Regions from separate parts of the Columba livia genome. Here region 2 is linked to region 1. Evidence: chromatin contacts called from public Hi-C data. All regions are on one chromosome and are shown on one strand. The core of a region is the stretch at or near the end of the contact, and the rest is flanking DNA. Distances in the headings are between cores, read along the strand shown. Region 1 overlaps SEMA5B (semaphorin 5B). Region 2 overlaps SEMA5B (semaphorin 5B).

What was found. Hi-C and Micro-C count contacts between places; a contact is called where the count stands out from the background.
Region 2: a Hi-C map of crop shows a contact between it and region 1, with 2.4 times the contacts expected there. The contact joins two enhancer-like sites. A contact is called at or near these places in 2 of 2 Hi-C or Micro-C datasets (crop and liver).

Annotation. Positions count from the first base shown.
Region 1 is chr7:11,839,242-11,844,543 of bColLiv1.pat.W.v2, forward strand. The region is part of intron 1 of SEMA5B (semaphorin 5B); the gene reads left to right. Among named protein-coding and RNA genes, the nearest start is that of SEMA5B, 11 kb to the left of the region's middle. Within about 2 kb of position 2,445, at least 1 of the 3 cell types and tissues checked has an H3K27ac peak away from gene starts, as active enhancers do.
Region 2 is chr7:11,918,453-11,923,360 of bColLiv1.pat.W.v2, forward strand. The region is part of intron 4 of SEMA5B (semaphorin 5B); the gene reads left to right. Among named protein-coding and RNA genes, the nearest start is that of SEMA5B, 90 kb to the left of the region's middle. Within about 2 kb of position 2,724, at least 2 of the 3 cell types and tissues checked have an H3K27ac peak away from gene starts, as active enhancers do.

The sequences.
Region 1 (5,302 bases), core at 1,195-3,694:
AGAGTAATTTACTAGATACCTTCTGTATTTGTCTAGGACTGTACATCAGGAATACAAACCATGATATTGCTAATGCTGTGTATTCCTTCTAACAGGTCTTTGAAATATTAAACCAACTTATATTTGGAATGAGCTTTGTGCATCTCCTTGTCTATGGTTGCTTTGCAAATCCAGGCTTCACTGCTTTGCCTCGGAGAATTATGAGTTTATTATACTCCTGGAATGCTAATAGCACTTCGTTTTTTCCCTAAATTTCTTCTCATATTTATTTATTGATTCTTCATTTGAGCACAGATTCACAGATAATGATGGTACTACTGAGAATAGCTGGTGTGAGTTAATTTAAGAAGGTTGAAGTTACAATGCCATCCTTCTTTGCCAAGAATCTCTCTGTAAAGTTCATAAGCTAAGGCATCCAAAATGGTAAATTAGTTAAGACGACTGGATAAGATTACTCCCAACGTTATATTTCATTCCTAGTTTCATAAAGACTAAGTGTATCAAGGCTGACAAACCTAAATGTAATTTTTCATTGAAAACTCATTGGCAGATTTGCAGCTGATGTACTTTAGGGAAGCAGGCTTTTCTGTGGTTACTTGGTCTTAAATGAAGTGCATTAACTTGTGAGAGAATATATGTGAACTGCGTTTTTAGCATTTCACCCTTTGGTTAGCATTTTAGTTTTGATTCATGGGATTCTTCCCCCTCTAGTCCCTCCTCCCACAGTGATGGATGCTAACTCCAGAAAGGTGCTTTCAGTCATTTTGTCTGTCTTCCCTGAAGGCACAGAATTTCCCTGAGCTGATTCATGTTTGAGCTGGTCAAGTATTCTAAACAAGCATTCAATTTCGGTTTAAATATTTCTGAAGGAAGAAAACATCTTGGTTAGGTGTTTAAAATTCAGCAGCCTTTGTGATTATGTTGCCTCTTAGTTTCTCAGTTACCAGGTTCTTGGTTCTCTTACACTCTCATCTTTAGAGCATCACTTTTTCTTGCTGTGGAAATACTTGTGAACTGCAGTCAGGTCATCTCTTAATTTCTCTGTGATATTTCAGTATGGTACTGGATTCTTCTGTGTTTTTTTCAGTCCTTATTGCCTGATGGCTGTTCTCTGCATGCTTCCTAAGGATGCTACTGGCTAAAGAAGACAGTAACGCTGACAGCTGCAAAGGTTTGGGAGAACTGGAACAGCAGAGATTGCAGAGCAGAACTGAGTGGATAGATAGCAGGAGGGAAGGACTATAAAGTCATAAGGCAGAAAATAGGGATAGTGGTATAGGAAGCTCTTGACATGCAGAACCTGGTGCGATATGTGCCTGGTGAAGAACTGTAGTAGCTGTAGTGGCAAAAGGCAACAGCAGGTTTGTAGTGGCAGAGGAGGGCGGCTGGGAGGTGGGCAGGGACTGCAGCAGCACTGCTTGGAAATCAGAGCAGCGCTGGATCAGAGGAGCTCTCTGCAGGGAAATGTCAAAACATCTGTCTCTGCTTTACCTGGGCACAACCAGACTGTCTTTCGCTCAGGAGATCTGCGATGTTGGCAAAGAGAAAAGAGACACTTTAAACTAAGGGCAGAGTTCAGGTTGAATTTCTGGTGCGGAAACCATTCTGTTCTTGCAAGTGTAAGATCTGAGTTTGTAGAATAAAACTCACTTTTGTAATCTGTAGAAATGCATGAAGTGTTACTCATTTCACTGAAATGACCTGTGGGTGAGAATTTACCGGCCTGAGTTCTTGATTGCTAACAGAAGGCAAGCACTCTTAAACTATTTCCAAACGTTATACTAGTGTATGGTTGGGCTGCACTAACCTTAACTGTGATACTTGTGGTCTGGGAGGACTAGAACCTTCCCATAAGTAATACCATTTCTGTTTTTAGTTTGGAAAGATGTTATCATTTAATGAAAACTCTTTGTTTTCTGGCAGCCTACTCTGCTATCCATTTACAAAGCTCTCAAAGGACTTGGACGTCCGTGAAAAGTGCAAGAGCCTAATTCTACTCACAGGTACACTAGTGCAGCCTCATTGAAGAGCTGCGGTTTTCCTTGACTGAGGACTAGAACTATGAGGCCCAAAGCTCAAAGACAAGTTTGTACCTATGGGAAAAGGTTGCATAGGGATGGTATTTTTCCAGAATTAGGTCTGCAAGATTGTATTGTTTCAAAACCCAGCATCAAGAGGAACATTTCAAGTTTAATTTTTTTAAAAAGCCCAAACAACAAGATCGCTATTTCTAGTGAATTTTAGGCTTCCCAAATGTTTGAGCATGGGCTGCAGATGCAATTGATTAGAAACAGAAATAAAATAATGAGGCTTGCCTTTTTTTTCCTTTCTCAAGCTGATTCAACTCAGGAAGGAAAAAAAACCCAAACCTCTGAAGTTTTTACTTGGCTCGAGTAAGACTTTTCTCCACAAATAGACCAAATGAACTACTGAAGTGCTCCAGTGAAGTTATCGCAAGGACCTGAGCCAGTGGGATTATTTGCATGGCAGACTTCTACCTGGTAGAATCGGGGGTTTGAATTAATAGTATAAAGGATTGGAAATAATCTGATGTCTGCAGTTCTAATGCTCTAAGATATTTCCAGAAGAGATAAGGGCCTGATCCTGTACCAAGGGACACCAGTAGCAAAAGTTCCATTTATGTAAGCTAAAATTGGATTTTTCATTAAAAACAAGCAAACAAAACCCCCAAAAGTTCATGTCTTGCAGTTTTTATCCAAGGACGATTTGCTTTTGAAATTGGCAGATTACCTGAGTCTGGGCTGCGGGAGTTGGCCCCAGGTTTTCAACCTGACAGTACCTCTTTAAAATGCAGCAGTGTAATTTAGGCATCTCTTATTTGTTTTGAATAGCAGAACTAACATGTCTGTCAGTTACAATGACTTGATAGACATGATTAAAAGGCAGGAGATCAGGAAAAATGTGTGCTTATCACAGCCAACCCTCCTAGATGAAAAAGTAAGTGGCTCAGTGGCATATTTGTAATTGAGGTATAACTGAAAGCGTTTTTGGAAATGTGCTTTGTAGACTGCTTTGAAATGGTGTTTTCTATTATGACCAGTTTCTGGAACAGATTATCATGATTGTAGGAAGCACTTCAAAGCAGATTGATGTAGGAAGATCTTTCCCCGAAAACTTTGGCTTCTCTGTAAGACAGAAAGCTACAAATGTGTCTGCAATCTGTGTTGTTTCAGCTACAACAGCATTTATTTGATAAAAACGGGCTGCTATTAATTTCCAAAATGCTACAAAGCTCTTTGTATTTTGCTGGCCCCTCTGTTTCACAGAGGGTTTCAAAGGTTGTGTTTCCTTTCTCCCATATACTTCTAGATTTCTGGCTTGTATTTTTTTTTAAGAGCTGAGATTTAAACTTTGTAATGAAATATTGAGCTGCATCTGATAAACAGCCAGACACTAATTTAATATATCAGTAGCCAGACTTCCTAGAACAAATCTTGACACATTATCTAGTCCATTCCCCAACCTGGGCATCAACTATACCATCAGCATTCAGCTGAACACAGGCTCAGCTGAACTCCGCAATAGCTAAATCTTGGTAGGGGCTGGAGATTTGCTTAAAATATATTCACCTCTGAATTTTCACCCACAAGACTAGATATATTCCATGTCAACAAGATTCCTAAGAACTTTACTTGTAGGCTGTATCTTCAAGAACTTCAGTCTTTTACATACTTGCAAACACAGAAGCAAATGGGAAAAGCCAGCTTTCTGGTTGATATGAAACCAGGTGGTAACAGCATATTAAAGCGTGGTGGGATGTCAGTAAATTTTTAATGTTTTTTAAGCATATTGAAAAAGGAGAAAGCTTCTGCAGAAAATGAAAGGCAGCAGTAAGAAGAAAGACAAGAATCAACTAGAACCGTGTTGCTCCTCTATATTTAGTAGCACATGTAGAGGACAGGAAAGTTGTCATGTTTCTTTGTGCCTTATCCAGCTGTAATATATCAAACCCATTGCATCATCCTTTATGATTCCTAAGTGAAAAAAATTCTGTTTTGCCAGGGAATAAGCTGAGGTAAAGAGAAGTTGGGGTCCTTGCCTAAGCCCGTAGAGGGAGGCAGTGAATGAGAGCCCTGCAGTCAGTTGCTTTTTCTTGTTTGACAGCAGAAGTATGATGAATTCTTTATGTTAAAGCAGAAGGGCCTTGAAATAGTCCCTGCCCTTTCTGGGAAATTATTTTTTCCTATAAAGCAAGGCCAAATGCTGCTGATGGATACCTTATGAATACTAATGGTAACTGTTAAAAAGATGTTTTTTAAAAGTCCACAGTGTCATCAAATGAACAATTCTGACAAATAACTTTGATACCGAAATGTTTTCTTGCTTTTCTCTATCAGCTCTTTCAATAACTAAAGCAATACACTCGGTACACAATAATCCGTGGATTCAGTTCAAAGTTGCCATCTTGCTGTGTGAAGCCCCACCAGCACCTTCTCTGCAGAGTTGTGCTCAAGCGTTTGTCACCTTCTGGAGACTGGCAGTCTGTCCTGTTTATTAAAGGAAACAGCTGTTGGTAGAGAGACTCTTCCACACAACTCATGTTGTAGTTTGCCTCTTGCTTTCCTATAGTCACTCCATGGCTGGTGTTCACTATAGAATGCGGGAATAGAGGCTGAATGTGCTACAGGTTCAAGTATCATCAAACACTCTTCAGCCCTGGCCCCTGAAAGGGCTCTCCTTGTAACTCTGCTTTGTGGTGCTTCTTTAACCTGGTCGTCCTCACTCACACATCATGTTGTTGTTTAAAAACCTGCTTTGTTCCTTGCTCAAGCTGCTTCACTTCTTTCTTGCTCTGGTACTTAATTCCATAAAATCTGTTCTTTTATTCTAGAATACAATTTATTTTTAAAATGTGGTGAGTAAATGAAGTTATCTTATGCAAAGGAGTTATTCTGATTCTTTCTGAAATTAATGCAGATCACTTTTAAATAAGCTTCTAAAGCAGACAGCTCTGTGAACTCTTTCTTACCCTTTCTTTTCTCCAACATAGAAGATTAATAGCCAAGCACCAATTTTGCCTGTAATTTTAGTGAGCATACATTAATCTACTTAATATGTAGTATGCTTCTTGCATCTACACGTAATTAAATCATATTTGTTCTTAGAAACTATTCATCTAGTATAAACCTGCTTCCTGAGTAAATATTCCTTTAATTAGTAGAACAAATAGATTGCGGGATTTGGAGTTGATTATCACAGCATTCCTTTCCCTAATGTCTGCTTCAGATCTGCACAGCAGAGAGGTCTGCTAAATACAGCCAGGGAACGCAGCAGCAAGCTT
Region 2 (4,908 bases), core at 1,474-3,973, 79 kb after region 1:
TTCAACAGTGACAGAGGATTACCAAACATGCACCATGTGATCATTTATGATCTCCAGTTCCTTCTGGTGCACACCAAATAATGTCAGCAAAGTCAGTGCTGTTCTGCCTGCCGTGTTTGGCCAAATATGACAGCAGAATTTCTCCCACTGAGTAGCTTAATGTGCTCTATTCGAAGACTGACTTTTTGGAACAACCAGACTTTGACTGGCCAAAGCAATCAGTGTTCTGCCCAGCCAGGCAGTCCAGGGAACCAGCTCTAAGAAGGGAAAAGCTTCTGATGAGAACTGAGGTTGAAAGCATTTCTGGGGGTTGATTTAGCACTCAAGAGCTCAGTGCTTTGTGGAATTAGAGAATCCTCAGAAAGAAGCAGTAGCACATGCAGACTGCCCTTCTGTCCTTCCCACAATAATGACTTCTTCTCACCTAAAAAGGAAAAAACAAGTGATTATGCTTTAGGCCCACTTTTCATTGGTATTTTGCACAAAATCCCTCACACAGAGCAGAGTAATGGGAGCTGAGAATCATGCATGTGTATAGTATGTCCAAAAAAATGTTTGCTTTTATGTTCATTAATTTTTCCCCGAATATTCATTGCTTTTAAGCTGCTAAAATGTTTTGAAACACTGGGATTGTTTTTTTTTCTGTCCTGTTCTGAGCATCAAATAACCCATTTTAGTGATTCCATACAGATTAGGAATTGCAGCCACTTTTAGCTCATCTCTTAAGGGACACTGAGTTTTGCTTCCACCAGTTTTGAATTCAACAGGCTGCCAAAGGACTGGATGTCATTTAGGTATTAAAGATTTTTGTTTTCCTGATCATTGTGAAGTATCATCATTAACACAGGCAAATTACCACGCTTCACTGTGCTGTGTCCATGGTACATCAGAGGCCCTTTCCCATTGGTAAGGCCGGGTCTATTCTTCTGTAAAATGAGGGGCCCATTGGCAGTTCTTTGGCAAGTGAGACAGAGGGACTACTTAATGAGAAGGAGAATGGTCTGATAAGGGGGAAGCAGTTGAACATGACAAGTGCAGGGAAAAATAGCAGAAGGCTGGTTTATAAATCACTGCATAATTGGCCCAAAATATTAATCCATTTTCACAGGGCCTGGGAAGAAGGGGGCTGCAGTTTTGGGGTAAATTAGCAACATGATTTTTCCAAAGTACATTTTAGAAAAGACAAGCACACAGTTCCATTTATCTTTCCCATACCAAGTGCTGTACTTTCAGGCTAATGGAAATGGTTTATGTTGCTTAATTTTCTTCTTTGAAATGGCGTATTGGTTTTTGCTGAAGAAATTGGACTTATGCTTGAATATGTCTGTATTTTAAAAATGGGGTTTTAGTTTAATAAGATGAAACCAATTAACCAGAAAAGTCATTGCCAATGGATTTTACAAGTACATTAAAAATATTGCTTTTTCTTGAAACATTTCATCACCCTTTTAAATGTTCCTTTTCCTTTCATTTGCCACCAGTGACAATGCACTGTGATGAATTTAGCCCTGCATGCCTTTTCCTGAAGACATTGATCTCTGGCCCTGATCATGTGTGTGTGTGTATGTGGGGGGTTGCAGGCATGTGCATACCCATCTATTTATTTCTGTCTCACTTTGCCCCTGGTGTTGTTCAGTGCATTTGACTTATGGCCTGAGGAAAAACAGAACACACAAGCTATAAAAACGTGTTCTTAAAATGTTACTTGAAGTGGCACAGGACCCAAGGGCTAACGAGCAATTTCTCAAAACCAGGTGTTAATGCAACTGCTGAAACATGTTGCAGCAGAGATGTTGAGGAAGGCGGTAGCACCTGGTTGTTACCCACTGAAACCCTGGGAGAGGAAATGTCTCCTGGAAACTCTTCTGAGGTCCCTCATTACTCCAGCTTCACCTTGCAAGTGAGGGTGGGGACAGGGGCACTCTGTCCTGCAGCAGCACGGAGGTCTGTGCTAATGAGGTCTGCTCTCTGAACAGCATTGCTCATTTAATTGCTTCTAGCAGTATTTTACTTCCATGCTGCATAATTACATTAGAGGGAATTTTCATATAAGGCCACACCAGCATCCTCTGCCCCTAAATTTCCATCACCCCTCTGCCTGCGAGTGGTCTGCATGACACACAGGACATGAGCGCACACTGAAGAACTACAGCGTTTCTCTTTCCATTACCTCAACCTTCCCCGTTCCCTCATAGCCTTGCCTTCTGCTGAAATGGCAAAGGATATGAACTTCTATGAGCATGGGGGGTGTAACCCAGGCAGGCATTGCCTTGGGGTGACGTGGTTTTCACTGCTCTGATCAGCTCTGTGTAAACTGAAGCATAAAGGGTCTGCTTTGATCCCTAATAACTTTGCTAGTTTGCTGTAGTTACCATCTGATACAGAGATGACGAAAACATGGTGCTTTGGGGTAAAAATAGGGTGTCTGTCCAAGTACATGGCGTATGATGCACAGAATTATCTGTTGCAAACAGACATCTCTGTTCATACCAGCTTCGCCCAATCCTTCAAGAAAACATCTGTATCATCTGAAAGAATAACAAACACTAAATTTTGGTCATAGGAAAGGCTTTAATTTTCATCTTCTGCAAGCAGTGGGAGTGCCCTTCAAGGCAGTGCCCATTTTACATCCTTGCTTCCATTTAGCAGTGGTTCTCACATTTTAAAAATAAGTCTTGATATTTTGTCAGCGGCCTGGCATTATTACTAATGCTCTGCGTATTTACCATATAACTGGTGATTGAGTTAAGGAAATGATTACATGGTGGGCTTTAAAGGAGCGTGAACTTCAGCACAAACCAAACAGTTGTTTCAAGTCCTTCTGGATTTGTGAATCTCTCTCAATTACCCACACCAAGTTGTGAATGGAGCTGCTCTTTCAAAAGGCAGGACAGCCCAACACCTCCTTCCAGTAGCTGTGGTGTGAGCAGCATGTACTGGTTTACATCCAAGCTCTTCTACTGCTTATTTAATTCTCATTTTTTCTGGCCTTTGTTGAATTTCTAGGCTGTCCCTCATATTAAAATGGCCTTGTTCCTCCAGGGAAACCTCCCCCCATTCAAACAAATGGTACCAACACCAAATAACCGCTTTGTGGTATCCAGTTTTGTCCTGCATTTGTTTTAAAGCTTCCCAGGAACCCTTGGCTACTCCGCGCAAACTGTTAACTTGAGGGTAATAATTTTGTCTGGGTTTTGTCACAGAAATTCAATTAAGGAGGATTATGAACACAGTTGTAGGCCTGTTTCATTTACAGTTGCAAATGAAACCCAGGCCACACACTGATCGTTTATATAGGAGAGGAGATGCTGTGTAGTTCTGAGTGGCTGAATTACCTGCATGTTCCTTTGTGTGGCTTCACTTATTGCAGAAGGGAGGGGAGGGAGACTTGCAAAATGAATAAAGGAGTGATGGGAAGGCGGGAAAGAAATCAGCAAGGGAAAAACTACCTCTGTTGCTTTTCCCTAGGAGGCACACTTCCCGTCTACACATAATAAACTCCACAGGGCATTTCTTCCTCCTTAGAAAACACATCCCAAGAGGCAAGAGCGAGTAGTCCTTTATTTATTTATTTATTTATTTATGGTTAACAAAGAGCAATATTCTGTTTTCATGGCCTTGGTTTGGCTCCAAGTCCCAGAGCCACCGGGGACAAGGCATACGGTTTCACTTTTTTTCAGTTCTTATTTGTGGGCCATGCAGGCCAACTTTTTTATTCCTTTTTTCTCTCTTCAAGTTTTTTCTGGAAGCAGCTGAATTCCCCAGGTAGAAAAGGGGGAGCGGGGGAAAGGGAGGAGAGGACATTTACCAGATGGGAGCAGGATGATGGCTGCTGCAGGGGCTGGCTCCTGGCAGCGTGTTTGGAGGTAATGAAACAAGGGATTTTGTTTATTTTGTGGGATGTCTTTTTTAGTTATGAAAGGCAAAACAAAGGCAGAACATGTCTTGATGTCCTCTGATGAAACGTCTGTGTTTGTAAAGGAGCAATATATCTCAGCTTCGCTTTGCAACAACAAGCTTGGGAATTACTTTGCACCACTCTGGAAATATGTGAAGGGCACGGCACTTGGTCATCTCTTCTGCCTTATACAGGCTTTGTCCCACAGCTCTGGGCTCTGTCCTCTAACCCTTGGGCTGGGAAATCCCACACTGATTTCCCTGGGGTATTGCCTGCCCGAAGACACATAGGATGTGGCCTCCTAATAAGACTTATCTCTCATCTACTAGATTTTATTAATAAGGAGTCATCACCATTTTGCAGGTAGGGAAGACAGAGGTATCCAGGGGTGGAAACGCAGCCCCAGTTGAGTCAAGAACAGGAACAGCCCCAATTCTCAGTCCCTGTTCTAAGTGAGTGCTGGAATGTCTGCTGAGGGACATACACAGTTTATCACCTTTGATTAAGGCTCTCTTCAAGTATACTCTATTTAACAACTTGTTTTCCTCATGTTTCTTGCTTTCTTTCTGATCCTTCAACTCCAGGAAGGGTTTTACAGTCCTTACTGTGGTTTCAACTTTGTGCCCAAGAGGCTTACTGGATTCTTCAGCAGATAAAGAGAAATAAGGTCTTTTGTTTCTACTTTTAGATCAGATAGTGTTTCCATACGCCTCTCTGTATACAGCCTTGACACTGTTAAAGTCTGAAAGAGAAGCAGGCAGCTTAATAATCCTCAAAAACTTCAGCAAAATTCACTGGAAGTAATGCATTGAAGTGTGAACATTATCTGCCTTTGCTTCATATCCAGGGCCATTCATCCTGTGGTGAGGGGCTTTTACAGCAATTTATATTTCTCAGTTGTTCTGTGGTAGAGTTGTCTTGTGTCACACCAAATTTGTTGTGAGAGCTTGCTGTTGAGACAAAACCTGGATGAAAAAAACGAAAGGCCTTATATAAAGGATGATCTGTAA